Regions from separate parts of the Mus musculus genome. Here region 1 is linked to region 2. The links are chromatin contacts, called in public HiChIP or PLAC-seq maps. All regions are on one chromosome and are shown on one strand. Each heading gives the region's core, a stretch centred on a gene start, on an enhancer-like site or on the middle of the called end of the contact. The rest is flanking DNA. Distances are from core to core; before and after follow the strand shown. Region 1 has its middle 25 kb from the start of Gm33413. Region 2 has its middle 15 kb from the start of Gm38464.

Evidence for each region. HiChIP or PLAC-seq counts read pairs in DNA pulled down with a chosen protein or histone mark.
Region 1: a contact with region 2 is called in a FOXA1 HiChIP or PLAC-seq map of pancreatic cancer cells. The contact joins two enhancer-like sites.

What each region holds. Positions count from the first base shown.
Region 1 is chr2:168,461,308-168,468,147 of GRCm38.p6, reverse strand. No RefSeq gene overlaps it. Among named protein-coding and RNA genes, the nearest start is that of Gm33413, 25 kb to the right of the region's middle. Within about 2 kb of position 1,912, at least 60 of the 459 cell types and tissues checked have an H3K27ac peak or open chromatin away from gene starts, as enhancers often do. A contact at or near this core is called in pancreatic cancer cells, where this site is marked.
Region 2 is chr2:167,706,417-167,713,439 of GRCm38.p6, reverse strand. No RefSeq gene overlaps it. Among named protein-coding and RNA genes, the nearest start is that of Gm38464, 15 kb to the left of the region's middle. Within about 2 kb of position 4,844, at least 32 of the 459 cell types and tissues checked have an H3K27ac peak or open chromatin away from gene starts, as enhancers often do. A contact at or near this core is called in pancreatic cancer cells, where this site is marked.

The DNA of each region.
Region 1 (6,840 bases), core at 663-3,162, 760 kb before region 2:
GGGCATGCGATACAGGCACCGATCTCAGGGGAGGCCAGCCTCATCATTCAGAGAAACCAAATCCCATGACAAGCAGCCTTAATGGAGAGAGGGCACCCAGACAAAGGCAGAGACAGTGGTTCCATAGCCTCAAGCTACTGAGGGCCAGGCCTGGTGACGCAGGCCCTCGTGCTAGCTCCTCTGACACCGAGGCAGAAAGATGAAGAAGTTCACAGTTCATGGCCAGCTGGGCACCGAGACTCAAAATAAAGAATGAAAGGAGCCTTCTTAGCTTAAGAGGTTGAATGCTTGCCTAGCTCTCATGAGGCCCTGGGTGCCATCTGGGGACACCCTGCTTTGGGGCTTCTGACCTCCAGCAAGGAAATCTTAGGCCCCTGTTAGCGGGCCCTTGTGATGGCCAACACTGAAAGGAGCTCATGTATAGTCTCCCTCATCCTTGCCACCTGCTGAGGCGCTGGGATATTTGCATATTCATAATGAGATCTCTTGGGAATGCAAGCCTGAAGTGCAAACTTCTTGCACACTCAGCCTGAAGGGAATTTGCAGGGAGCATTTTTTGTAGCTTTGTGTGCAAAAGTTCTGTGCTTTTCCCACAAGGATACGTTGCAAAGTAGTTCTGGTCTGGGGACACACTGGATTTTCTGTTTTCAAATGGGGGGAGTCCTCCACCTGTACTTTGGCCAACCATAGGTAATCTGTCAACACCCAGACACCACACGGAGGGCCACAAGTCACCAGTGCTGAGATACCATCTGCTGGTAGGCTTTGGCTGAGCCATGGCAGCTGAGTCCTCCTGTCTGGCTGGAGAAGCCACCACTCAGACACCAGATGGAAGGTGACACACCCACTACAAGCACCTCCACCAAAGCCACCTGTGTCATCTCACCCCTTCAGCTCCCCCCTCAATGTGACCTTCCGCCAAATGGGACACTGACCCCTTTGCTGAGCACAGGCGTTCCAATCTCCGTGAAAGCCCCCTGACACCAGCCCTCATTACTTGAATGGATGCTCACCCGGTTCTCCATGTCAATCTTGAGGTGAAATGTACTGTTTGCTGCGTTCTGTCCTAAAGCCCGTGGGTGTTGGGACGGCTCTGATCCCTGATCTACTCAGTCACAGTCACAGCCAAGCTGTAGCCAGGACACAGATAATGACAGTCTCCACAAACCACACCTTGATGCTGCCCTCCTTTTTGTAGTCAGCTACCCCACTACCCGCCACCTTTTCCCATGAACCGCTGACCACCCATCCCATTCACACGCCTGTTCACAACCTCCACTCTCCCTCCCTGCTCTTCGTGGATTCACACCTTGTGCCTCAGGGCTGAACGTGGCTCCTGGGAGGGCTGGATGAGGCAACTCACACCTCCAACTCCAGTGGCAAGACCAGGAGCTGTTAGATGTTAAAATGAGCCCACTTAATGCATTAGGAAATGCGTGGCCCAGAGTGAGCGTTGGGTGCGGTGGTCGGTGCTGATAATGGTGATGGTAATGATGGTTGTCATCACCACCATCATCACCATCATCATGTCCATCACTGGCCTGGGTCACATGACAAGGCTAATGTCCCCACTCTGATTCAGGCCAAAGTCTCTGACAAGCACCGGAGGACTACTGCGGCCCAGGCAGTGTTTAGCACGCCCCCTGCCAAGGCTGCCATCCCCTCACTATCCTTTCCCCATCAGAGCTGAGTTCTGCGGTGCTGAAGAATATTTCAAAAGTGATGTGAGCGTATTTTTGAGGTCAGGGTCTATAATCAAAACCACGACTCCCGGACGGTGGCCTGGTTTAGAGAGAGAAGCCGGGTGAGTCACCGTCCCAGCCATTTGAATGAAACAAAGACACAACAAGCTGGGCCTTCCTCCTCTGCCAGATTGGATGACCTCAGGCTTACAGAGACACAGCTGGAGCAAATTAAGGGATGGATCTTGGGTTCCCCAGATAGTGAAGGCAGCCCAGCGTGACTCACTGAGAGGACCACAGAGATGCTAAGGGAGCCCCCTGGGACTCCAGGCAGGGCAGACCAAAGGACAGTCAAAGCGGGAGTGCAGAAAAGACCCCATGGTCCTGATTTCCTTGACATGTTTTGGGGACCCAGAGGACACTGTCAGCCCAGGTGGATTTACCAGTGTCAAGAATGGTTTGCTGTCTGCAGTAACCTCAATCCTTAGGCCCACCCTCCATCCCTTGCCCCTGGGAGGGGACAGTCAAACCCAGTCCCTGCCCAGACATCCTGTGTTTCCTTTGTAACATGTCTGCCAAGGCTCTCCATTGCGAGGGCTCTTTGCCAGGGAGACTGCCTGAGACAGTGAGAGAGACTTGAGCCACAGAACAGAACAGAGGGGTGACCCGGCTAAGTAGCTGCTCAGGGTGACTCCAGACTTCTGTGCCACCTCACCACAATGCCTTTGCCAGAGTCCTCAATTCCAGCTCAGAGTCGCCCAGAAGTCTTTCAGCATATTGTAATTAATATTCGATTTTGAAGACGGAACTGTTTTCTAAACAATGACAATACCACACACCTGGGCGAAACACACCATAATAAAGAGTAAAAACACACAATCTTTGTATAGTGTGTATGTCCGTGTGTGTATGTGTGTGTGCATGTGAGCACACATGCATGTGTGTCACTTGTGTGTGTGCATATGTGTTTGTGCACAGTGTGTGCGCATTTGTGTATATGTGTGTGCATGTGCGTGTGTGCCTGAGTGCATGCATATGTATATGTGCGTTTGTGTGTGTGCATGTGTATGTGTATTTATTTGTATGTGTGCACGTGCACACGCACATGTGATGCATTGCATATCTGCATGTGCTCATGGAAGCCAGAGGTTGGTGCCAGGTGTGACTCTCTTGCCTGCACTGTGTGCTCAGGACGGAGCCTCGGCTACAGGAGTAAACAAATGCTCTATTAGCTGCTCGTCTCACTGGGCAGTTCTGGAATGCAGAACTAAGCTTGGACTTGTCAGTAAGCTGGTTCTCAAAAAAACAAATAGTATTCGCTGATGGATTTGGATGCAAATGGAGCCACAGAGGGAAATGTGGCTCTGTTTCCTCACCACCGAGGAAGCAAGCAAGCTCCCATCTGGATCCTCTGCCTCTCCCATGGTCTTGCCACCACAGCACACTCACCAATGCCTTTGCTACCTCTTTTTGAGGTGGCTTTTGGGGACACAAACACACTTGCTAGGGAGCTCTCTCATAGAGTACATGGCTTGTGAATTTTCAGATTCTTCAGTGTCTGATGAGAGCACCAGGTTTTTGCCCCAGGAAGACCCTTCGTTGAAAATGTTTCTCCCTCAGAACACGGAAGCTGTCTTTGCTTTCTGGCAGCCAAGCTGAGGCAAATCTTGTGAGAGGCTGAGTCTCAGTCCTGAGCAGCTGACCACTTACGACAGGATTGCTTCCAGACAGGGTGGCCATGTGATTGGCATTAGGTGGGACAGAAATCAGAAAACTCCAACTATGACATAGTGTGTATATGTGTTTGTGTGTGTACATGTGTGTGCATATGTGCATGTGTGAACATGTATGCATGTGTACAAGTATACATGTGTTTATGTGTACCCATGTGCATGTCGAACATGTGTGCATATGTGTACACATGTACATGCTTTTGCATGCGTGCATGGGTCTGTGTATGTGCATTGCACATGTAGGCACGTGTGAACACATGTACATGTGTCTGTGTATGTGCATGTGTCAACACATATGCATGTTTGTGTGTACCCATGTGCATGTGTGAACATGCATGCCTATGTGTATATGTGTTTGTGTGTACGTATGTACAAGCATGTGTGTATGTATGAACATGCCCTTCTCTGGTCAGCCCCCTTGACTCTTCCCCTGGAAATTTCCATCATCGTGAGGTTGGAGCTCCTGGTATCTCCGTCTCCGCTGTTCGTTCTCGGTTCCACCTGTTCATTCTCCACTCCGAGATCCCTCCAGCTCTGGCTTTCAGATGTCCAACTTTATCGCCATCTTTTGTGAAGGGACGGACTGCTCGCTCTTCCTTAGCAGCTCTGTGTCTGTGGCGGTGTTCTCCATTTCCTCCCCTCCGCCTGCCTGGAGCAGAGGAGGGGGCTGCTCTCCTCTCCACACAGCATCCTCTCCCTCTCTTCTCAGTGGAGAATGACCCCAGCATATGCGGGACAGTAGCGTGTGAGGGAGGCCTCACCTGTCTCTGCATGTGTCAACATGACCAAGGTTTGACCAATGGGATAGATTCTGCAGACCATTCTGAGAGATAAAGACAGATATGGGGGGGGGTAGGAGACGGGGGGTGGGGGGAGACAGGGGAGAGGGAGACGGGGAAGGAGAGGAGGAGGGAGAGAGAGAGGTATAGATGTGTTCACCTGTGTGTGCATGTGGAGGCCACAGGAGGACCTAGGGTGTCTTGCTCTGTCTTGCTCTATCACGTTCTTATTCCCTTGTGACAGGATCTTCCCCTGAACCTGGAAATTCAATAAGCTCAAGCCATCCTCTCATCTCTACCCCTCACAGTACTGGAGTTCCAGACACATCCACCTGGGGATTTGAACTCAGGGCCCTGAGCTTGCATGGCAAGCACCCTTCCCCAGTGAGCTATCACCCCAATCCCCTGGAACTTTTTTGCCTGCATCATGAAAACCTTATAAGGCCAGGAAGGCTGCCATGATGGGGAAAGCCCTGCCCTGCAGGCAACCTTAAGATGATGCCACAGTTTTCCCAGCTTCTCAGGCCACCAGGCTAAACCCCGACTCCTCTCTCTCCTAGTTAAAAATAGTCCCCTCGTTTGCGGCTGCCCTGAGCACACCGCAGACCTCTGGAACAGCTTTGCTGTGACATCACAAGCCTGAGTCAGGATGCTGATGGAGAGCTGAGGCACAGCCTAGGGGTGAGAGGCTCAGGATGCTGCTGAGCTCAGGGACCCCGGGGACAGCGCTCCTGTCCCATCTCACGACACCTCGGACCTCTTCCCATCAAGGCCCATCACAAAGTGGTGCCCACGCCCTGCCATTACTACATCGCTGGTCCCTCACACATATACCCTCTCTGCTCCTCCACTGTGGAGCTGCCTCTGTTGACACCCAGTGCTGTCATGGTTGGCATACTCAGAGAGGCCCAGGACCTGCCTTGTCCTTGTGAGCAGGGGTTTGCATCATGTGAGAGGTTCCCGTGGCCACCAGAGAGCCTCCAGGTTCCAGTTGAGCGTATTCTGGTTCGGGACTCAGTGTTCTTATTTTTATATCACTTATGTGTGCGTGTTTGCATCCACAGTCTCCTGTGAACCCCATTTACAGGAGGAAAAACTGAGGCTCAGGGAGGCCAATATTATCAGAGCTGGGGTTCAAGCTCATTTCAAAAACCTGCGCTTGCCAGTGTGACATTGCCCACACTGAAGGAAGTCCAGAAATGGCCTGGTAGGAAGTTCACTAGCTTCCCGCCCTCCTCAATGGAACCCAAGGTGGCACGACCCACATCTGTTCTGGTGCATGTGACAAGCTGTCCCTCCTACCCTGGGTTCCTCTCATACCCTCCCCTACTAATCATCGAGGGACAGTGCTATAGGGAGCTGTTGGGGACTGGGAAAGGCCCTTGTGGGCGCTGACTAATCAGCTCCCAACAGCGGAAGGTGAAGAGCCTTTGGGAGAGGAAAGTTGGGGTGGGGTGGGGGGCTGGGGGAGGAGCTGAGCCACCCAGGACCACCTGGAGGCAAGGTGCCAGGACATTAGCTAGGCCCACAGGAAACGGCTAGGCCAGGGGAAAGACTCTGGCCCTTTCTAAATTGCATTTAAAAACAAAGAATACATTGGAGAGGGAATGGGCCTGGTTGTTTTTAAAAGTGAGAAATATGAGCTTTCTTCGTGCGGCACACCTCTCCCAGGACCCCAGGGAACCAGCCGGGAGCCCCTGCCGCCCTGCTAAACGGCACCTTCAAGCGGAGGCTGTGAGCCTAAGAAAATGTTGAGGTAAGGTCCATAGCTGCCCGGGCAGCCAGAAGCAAGATTAACTGAATGGTGCAAACAAACGAGGCTCCTTCCTGGGCAAGGTGCGCAGGGGCAGGCCTAGCTGCCACCACCCACACCCTCAGGCCCTGCTCTGGGCCCCACTCTGGCTCTTGGGGTTTCTGGTTTGCACAGGACAGCACCATCACTTTCCAGCCAATGGGAAGAGGAGCGCACAAGGCCTCGTGGGTAATGTGGAAGAGGAAAAAGTGCCAAGCAGGGCACTGGCCTGGGAGCTCTGTTCTCTCAGTTTCTCTCGGCTTGGCACCCTGCTTTCCTACCAGCTGTTCATGTGTTGTTAGGTAATGAAAACTTAAAATCTCAAAATTTGCCGGCACTCATTTTTTTACTGTTCGCTCACATGCTGTCGGCTCAAGCACCAAGTTGAGAGCATCTAACCCATGGCGGAATGGCTGAGCTCTTCCCAGGCAACAGGAACAGCAACAAATGACCCCAGCTGCCCTTCCGGCCCACGAGAGTGCTGCCAGGAAAACCCCAGGGACCCCTTCCGGAGTCCCCTGCTGTCTTTCCCACGGAGAGTCCTTCCATTCTGTGCCGAGTGGATGGCAGTGACTTCACACTCAAAGGGACTTCCCTCCTGGGTTTGTTCCCAGCTTTCTAGGATCCACTGAGTGCCAGTTGAGGATGCAGCATCTCAGCACCCACCCTCCCTCCACACTCACCTTGAACTTGTCCGGATGCCGGACTCACTCAGGATTCTGAAGTCCACACTCCCAAGCATGGGGTGGTGAGGGACCGTGGAGCCAAGTGCGGAAACCCCTTTTCTCCCACCCATGAGCACGCCCCCTTGTCCTAGCAGGACCTCGTTTATAGAATCCAAGTTCAAAGAAAAG
Region 2 (7,023 bases), core at 3,595-6,094:
CAATTGGTGGAGCCAAAGCCTTCTTTCTGGATTAGGTCAACATTTGGACCATCCACATCCTGTGTTCAGGAAGCACGTGGTGGGACAGACAACAAGACTGACTCTCTCTCTCTCTCTCTCTCTCTCTCTCTAGTGCGCATGCGGGACAGACAGGGTAGGACGGGGGGGGGGGGGGGGGGACACACGACTTTACAGGATTCATCATTGGTTCGACAGGACAGGCTCTGTGCTCCGTGCAGCATACAACACTGAACCTTCTTCTCTACCGGCTTCCCCCCCCCCCCCGCCCCCCACTTCCTCTCTACTGGGACCCGGGCTGATGATCACTGCGAGTTCACTGAGCTTCCTGTCCAAATGGCAGCTTTGATCTCTTGAGCGTCTCAAACCCACTCTCTAACCCCAGCTCCCTGGTCTGTCAGCACAGTCCCTCTGTCCCCAGCGCTTACACATCAGCCTGAGCAAAGGCTCACTGTGCAGTCAGTTCCTTGCCTCTTTGAACCTCATGGCCTCTCTTATAAATGAGTTCCAGGGCTGGTGAGATGGCTCAGTGGGTAAGAGCACCCGACTGCTCTTCTGAAGGTCCGAAGTTCAAATCCCAGCAACCACATGGTGGCTCACAACCACCCGTAATGAGATCTGATGACCTCTTCTGGTGCGTCTGAAGACAGCTACAGTGTACTTACATATAATAAATAAATAAATCTAAAAAAAAATAAAATAAAATAAATAAATAAATGAGTTCCAACTCTGTACACCACAGGAGCGCCTCAAACTCAGTGGCCGAAAGGTTCTAGGCAGAGACGAGACGTTCAAATGAACTGGCAGTAGGCAAATGTGACCCTGACATGGCCAGTAGAGACATCACACTCTTATCTTCCCACTGCTCCAGGGAAGCCAGGCTGAAGCCTTATTTTCAGCGTGGGCCATGCATGTAAATCCACAGCATAAGCCCCACACCCCAGACCCAACACATCTCCGGGCTGGCCTGGCCCAGGGGCTGCCTGCTGCAGTCCTGAATGTCAGATAGAGTTGATTTCTAAGACCTTGGAGCCTGGGACAGCCTAGGATGGGGCGAGCAACATGGCCTCGCCCGGCCATGTGGGGGTAGCTATTATCCCAGCATTGGGAGGGCCTGCTGGGCAGGACTCCCTGGAGCTGGACCGTGGGCTGCTGAGCTTCGCTAGGCTCTTAATTATGAAGGATGATAATGATCTTGGTGGAGTGTGCGGATAGGTGGGGAATGACTTAGCTAACTGCGAGTCTGATTGTATCTATTGTAAGAAGCACACGTGGAATATCAGATTAGTGCTCTTTGTGTGCCCATTATTACACCGTATCATTAGTGCCCAGACTCACGAGCCACACGGCCCCCTTCCTTCTCCCTCTGACTTAGCTGACCACCAGCACAGCTCCTTATTGTTCTTGTGGTGTCCCTGCAGGCCTGTCACTGACCTCCTGGACAAGGTGTTCTCTGCTGGCCCTCTCAGGGAGAAGAGGCCAAAAATAAAGAAACAAAGCAAGCCAGGATAGGGAAAGGGAGAGAGGGGTTGGGTGGGGGCACAGGTGGCACAGACGCCATGACCAAGGCAACACTTTTTTTTGTTGGCTGTTTTGTTTTGTTTTGTTTTGTTTTTCGAGACAGGGTTTCTCTGTGTAGCCCTGGCTGTCCTGGAACTCAGTAGACCAGGCTGACCTCAAACTCAGAAATTCGCCTGCCTCTGCCTCGAAAGTGCTGGGATTAAAGGTGTGTGCCACCACGCACAGCCAAGGCAACAATTATAAGGACAGCATTTAATTGGGACCAAGCATATTCAAACCACCATAGGTGGGGCATGACAAAGAGACCTACAAAGTAGCCAGATGACCCTGAAGGAGGGTGACATCTGTCCTAGGTCCCATTCTCAAGCCATCTGTGCTGCAGTGTCTGGGCTGCCAGCAGCTCCTACCCCACCATGACTTCAGCCGGTGTCTGCGGAGTGCAGAATACTGCGCAAGGCTATGGGCTACCATGATCACGGCAGACCACAGTCCCTGGACTGAGAACCACCGGTGACATTCCCAGGAGGGACAGGGACATTAAACAGATAATACGGTGTATAAAAAATGGTGGCAATTAGCCGGGCATGGTGGTGCATGCCTTTAATCCCAGCACTTCAGAGGCAGAGGCAGGTGGCTCTCTGTGAGTTCGAGGCCAGCCTGGTCTACAGAGGGAGTTCCAGGACAGCCAGGGCTACACAGAGAGACCCTGTCTCGACACACACACCCCCAGTCCTCCTCCCAAAATATGGCATCGGAGAGACCTTGGTGGCTACTGCCCTGGAGTGGGTGGGAGAACAGTGGAGCTTGAATCCAGGGGGAGGGGCCAGGGAAGCCTGGTTGGCTTCAGGGTGACTTTAAAGACAACTCAGAACACGCAGGGTAAGGGCTGGATCCTGCCTGAACACCAGGCAAGCTGGAGCCACCATTACCCAAGGGTGACAGGTGGTGGAGGACCTGACATCCAGCCCATCACCTCCCACTCCCCAAAAGCCCCCTTCAGATCCATCTAGCCTCCTGGAGGGAGAAGGAGAAGCTGGCCCCACCCAAGCCTCCAGGCGGGAAAGGGGCAACGGACTGGCCACAGGATGGCACAATGCCTAATGATTTCCTTGCTTTATCAACAGTGGGGAGAGAGAAAGGGCTTTCGCAACCACCCCAGCGGGTGACCACAGCTAACAAGAGGCCTCAGGAACATCAGGACAGGTCACAAGTGTCTCTTTAAACGGTAGAGACTATGATTCTGAGCATCCATCCAGGATCGAGCTTTCATGGGAGACACCCAGCCTCAGCACCTCCAGTCTTCAGTTTGCCTTGAAGGCACATCAGGGAGAAGCAGGGAGGATCAGGGGTCAAGTTCATGCTCGGCTACCTAAAACCCTGTCTCAAAAACAAACAAATACTCATGGGCAAGCGGATGGATACTCAGCAAAAAGACAAATGCACAGGCAGCCCAGAGCTTGGCGGAGCAAGGACTTGGACCCAGACCACCCTGTCCCCAGCTTGCTCTCTTCCCAGGAGACCACAGATGTCTCTAAAGCCATTTCTGCCTCTATAACGTGGGAATGACAACAAAACTGGTGCCCCCTCCCCCTCCCAGGGCTGGCCCCACATCTGGGGAGCACACAGGCCCCAGTAGCTGTGGTTATTAAGTAGGGTGGCTCTTGTGGAACACAGAGCTGCAGTCTGTACCCTGGACACCCAGAGCTCCTCCCAGCAGTGGTGGAACACACACCCGATACTCTGCCCAGACAGGTCCCTCCCTCCCCAGCCTGCTATAACCTGAGCACCAGCCTCCTCCTTCTCTCCGAGGTCGTGGTCTGCACCCCCACCCCAACATTGCACAAGGATGAATACACGTCACAGATGTCATAGGACCCGTGGTCACTTCAGAGTGCAGTGTCTGAGGATAGTCCTGTGAAAGTGCCATTACTGGAGGTGCGGGGTTGGGGGACAGGTGACAGCATGGGATGCCTAGCTCACTAGGCCTTCTCACTAGGCCTTCTGCCTTGCTCCCCTCCAGGGCCCTTCTGTTCTCCATCCCTGGCACTCATTGGGGGTTTTTCGGTTTTTTTATTTTGTTTTTTTTTTCTTTTGCTTTGTTTTTAGTTTTGTTTTTTGGTGTTTTGTTTTGTTTTGTTTGTTTTGAGAACAGGGTTTCTCTGTGTAGCGCTGGCTGTCCTGGAACTAGCTCTATAGACCAGGCTAGCCTCAAACTTAACAAAGATCTGACTGCTTCTGCCTCACAAGTACTGGGATTAAGACATGGGACACTCCCTGGCTGCTTTCTTCAGTCTTAAGTGGGTATCTGAGCACCTTTCCCTGCCTTGGCCTTGACCGCATGTGGAAGAGATGGCAAGTGCTTCGGCAGCCATGGTGGCACCGTGAGGATCCAGGCTGGTGGTGGATGGGAGAACCAGTGACCTTGCTCCCAACCTCCAACTCATTCTGTTATGTCTTTATTCAGTCATTCAACAAACATTTATTGAGCATGTACTGTGCACCAAGCCTTGCAGTGTGCACTGGGAACACTCCAAGAAAGCAGTCAGCAGGATTCCTGCTTTGCATCCTGGGGTGTGGAACAATGTCAGCTAAGGAGTCTTTTGTGACAACGGTGGGTGGGGGATCCAGAGGCCTACAAGGACTAAACCAGGGAGCACCTAGAAAGTCTCCCCCTGGGGATGGGTCTGTTCAAGTTTACAGCAGCAGAGTCTAAGCCACGGGCTGTGCTGACAGAATGGGGCTCAGCTGCCACCAGGCTTCTGAGACCTCACGACCCAGGAGCTTGTCAGAGAGTGAACAGCTGGCCCTGACATCCTCCCTGCTCCCAGGTGACAGGGCTCCTGTCCTCAGAGGTCTTCTCTCACAGCCCCTAGAGGTGGGCCCAGGGGCCTAAGAAAGAGTCCGGTGGTCTGCTACTAGAGGGTCTCCCCATCAGCAAGGCAAGCTAGGGAAAGAGGAGGGAGAAAGCACGCCAAGTGGAGGAGGCAGCCTTGCAAACACCCTGAGGCTAGCAGGTGTCCCTGGAAGAACCCAGGCAGCCTCAGCTGGAGACAGGGGGCAAGTGTGGGGGGGAGGGGACAGGAAAGGTAGCCTGGGAAGGGGAGGGAGGAGGAGGAGGAGTCGCCCACTCGTGTCACGGCATCTACAGGTTGTAAGATTAATCTTTAAGGCAGTAGGAGCCACGGGAAGCTCTGGAGCACAGAAAGTTGTGATGCGGTTCTTGTTTCATCAGGCACACAGAGAATAGAAAGAGAGGGCTGGGAGCAAGGGAGTCGCTGGAGGCCAGAGGACTCATGGGTGATTCACTCAGAGCTGCACTAGTTGTGGCAGAGGTCGGGGTGGAGACGGGGTGAGCCGGGAACTCAGCATGGCTGGAGGCTCTGACTGCTGCGCGTGCGCCTGGGGAGCGGGCCCACTCCTCACGTCCCAGAGAGAGAAACTTTAGGACAGGCTCATGTAGCCCAGGCTGGCCTAGAACCTAGTGTGACCAAGGATGACCCTGAAGTCCCACCTCCGCCTGAGTACGGGGATTACAGGCGTGCACTACCACACCTGGTTTATGGAGCACTGAGGACCAAGCCCAGGGTTTGCCACATGCACGCTACCAAGTGAGCCACAGCCCCAGAAACTCTTGATACTTCACGGGATGTAAATGAAGGAGTCATGGTGGATCAGAAAGGGCTTAAGCCTCCTCACCCCTCACCCTCACCCTTCATCCCTCATCCCTCACCTTCATCCCTTACCCTCAGCCCTCATCTCTCACTCTCACCCTCCACCCTCTCCTTCAACTCTCACCTCCATTCCTCACCTTCATCCCTCACCCTCATCCCTCATCTTCATCTCTCACCCTCACCCCTCATCCCTCATCCCTCACCCTCACTCCTCACCTTCATCCCTCACCCTCACTCCTCACCCTCATCCCTCACCCTCATCCTTCATCTTCATCTCTCACCCTCACCCCTCACTCCTCATCCTCATCCCTCACCTTCATCCCTCATCCCTCACTCTCACTCCTCACCCTCATCCCTCACCCTCACTCCTCACCTTCATCTCTCACCCTCACCCCTCATCCCTCACCTTCATCCCTCACCCTCATCCCTCATCCCTCACCCTCACTCCTCACCTTCATCTCTCACCCTCACCCCACATCCCTCACCCCTCATCCCTCACCTTCATCCCTCACCCTCATCCCTCATCCCTCACCCTCACCCTCACCCCTCACCCTCACTCCTCACCCTCATCCCTCATCTTCATCTCTCACCCTCACCCCTCACTCCTCACCCTCATCCCTCACCTTCATCCCTCATCCCTCACTCTCACTCCTCACCCTCATCCCTCACCCTCACTCCTCACCTTCATCTCTCACCCTCACCCCTCATCCCTCACCTTCATCCCTCACCCTCACTCCTCACCCTCATCCCTCATCCCCACCTTCATCCCTCATCCTCACTCCTCACCCTCATCCCTCACCCTCACTCCTCACCCTCATCCCTCACCCTCACTCCTCACCCTCATCCTTCATCCCTCATCCTCACTCCTCACCCTCATCCCTCACCCCTCACTCCTAACCCCTCACCCCTAACCTCTCACTCCTGCTGCAGTGGGCCCTGGTCACTTTAACTCTCCAGCAATAGTCAGGCCTGGCAATAGACAACCCTAATCCCAGCTTCTCAGGAGGCTGAGGCAGGGGGGACAATCGAGCAGAAGCTGGGTCCCGTGAGACCCTGTCTTTAAAAGAGACTGAGAAAGTAAAGTAGGAGAGTAAAAGTAAAATTGGGGAAAAAAAGAGCCAACAGCCAGGCCTGATGGTATAGACCTGGGATCCCAGCCCAGGTGCAGGCAAAACCAAGAATTCAAGGTCATCCCTCGATATGTAGTGAGTTCAAGGTCAGCCTGGGCTAAACAAAACCAACAACACTCATAAGAGAGCAGAGGGCGCTGAGCTCGGGGAGGAGAGAGCCTGGACAGCCCGAGGAGTCTGAGGAGTGTGGGCCTCTCTGAGTCCTCGTGGGGACTTTGAGCTGAAGGATGCGCGGGCTGCACTCACAGGTGCAAAGGTCCTGTGGTGGGTCAGATTCAGAAGGTTCAGGAAATAGCAGGAGGTCAAGCCAGCTGCGGTGGTAAATCACAGGCAGGAGGATTGCCTTGAGTTCAAGGCCTGCTGGCCAGAAGTGATTACAAGGCCAACCATGGCAATGTGGAAAGACCCAGTCTCAGAAAAGGCAAAAGAGGAGGCCAGGAAGAAAGGCCAGAGCTGGAGGCCCAACTCAAGGCCCCGGGCAAAGGGGAGGTCAGTTTACAGCTTGGGAAGCCATGGGAGGCTTTAGGAAGGAGCTGAGAAGAGCTGTCAAGGGGGTGTGGGGGCTCTGGGACAAAGTGGTATGTCTGTCCTGACACACAAGGCCCTGGGAGTCCAAGACGTGATGGACCTATTCGCCTGCACCTGGACCTCCTAGAGAACATTCCAGACTGTGATTACCTCAG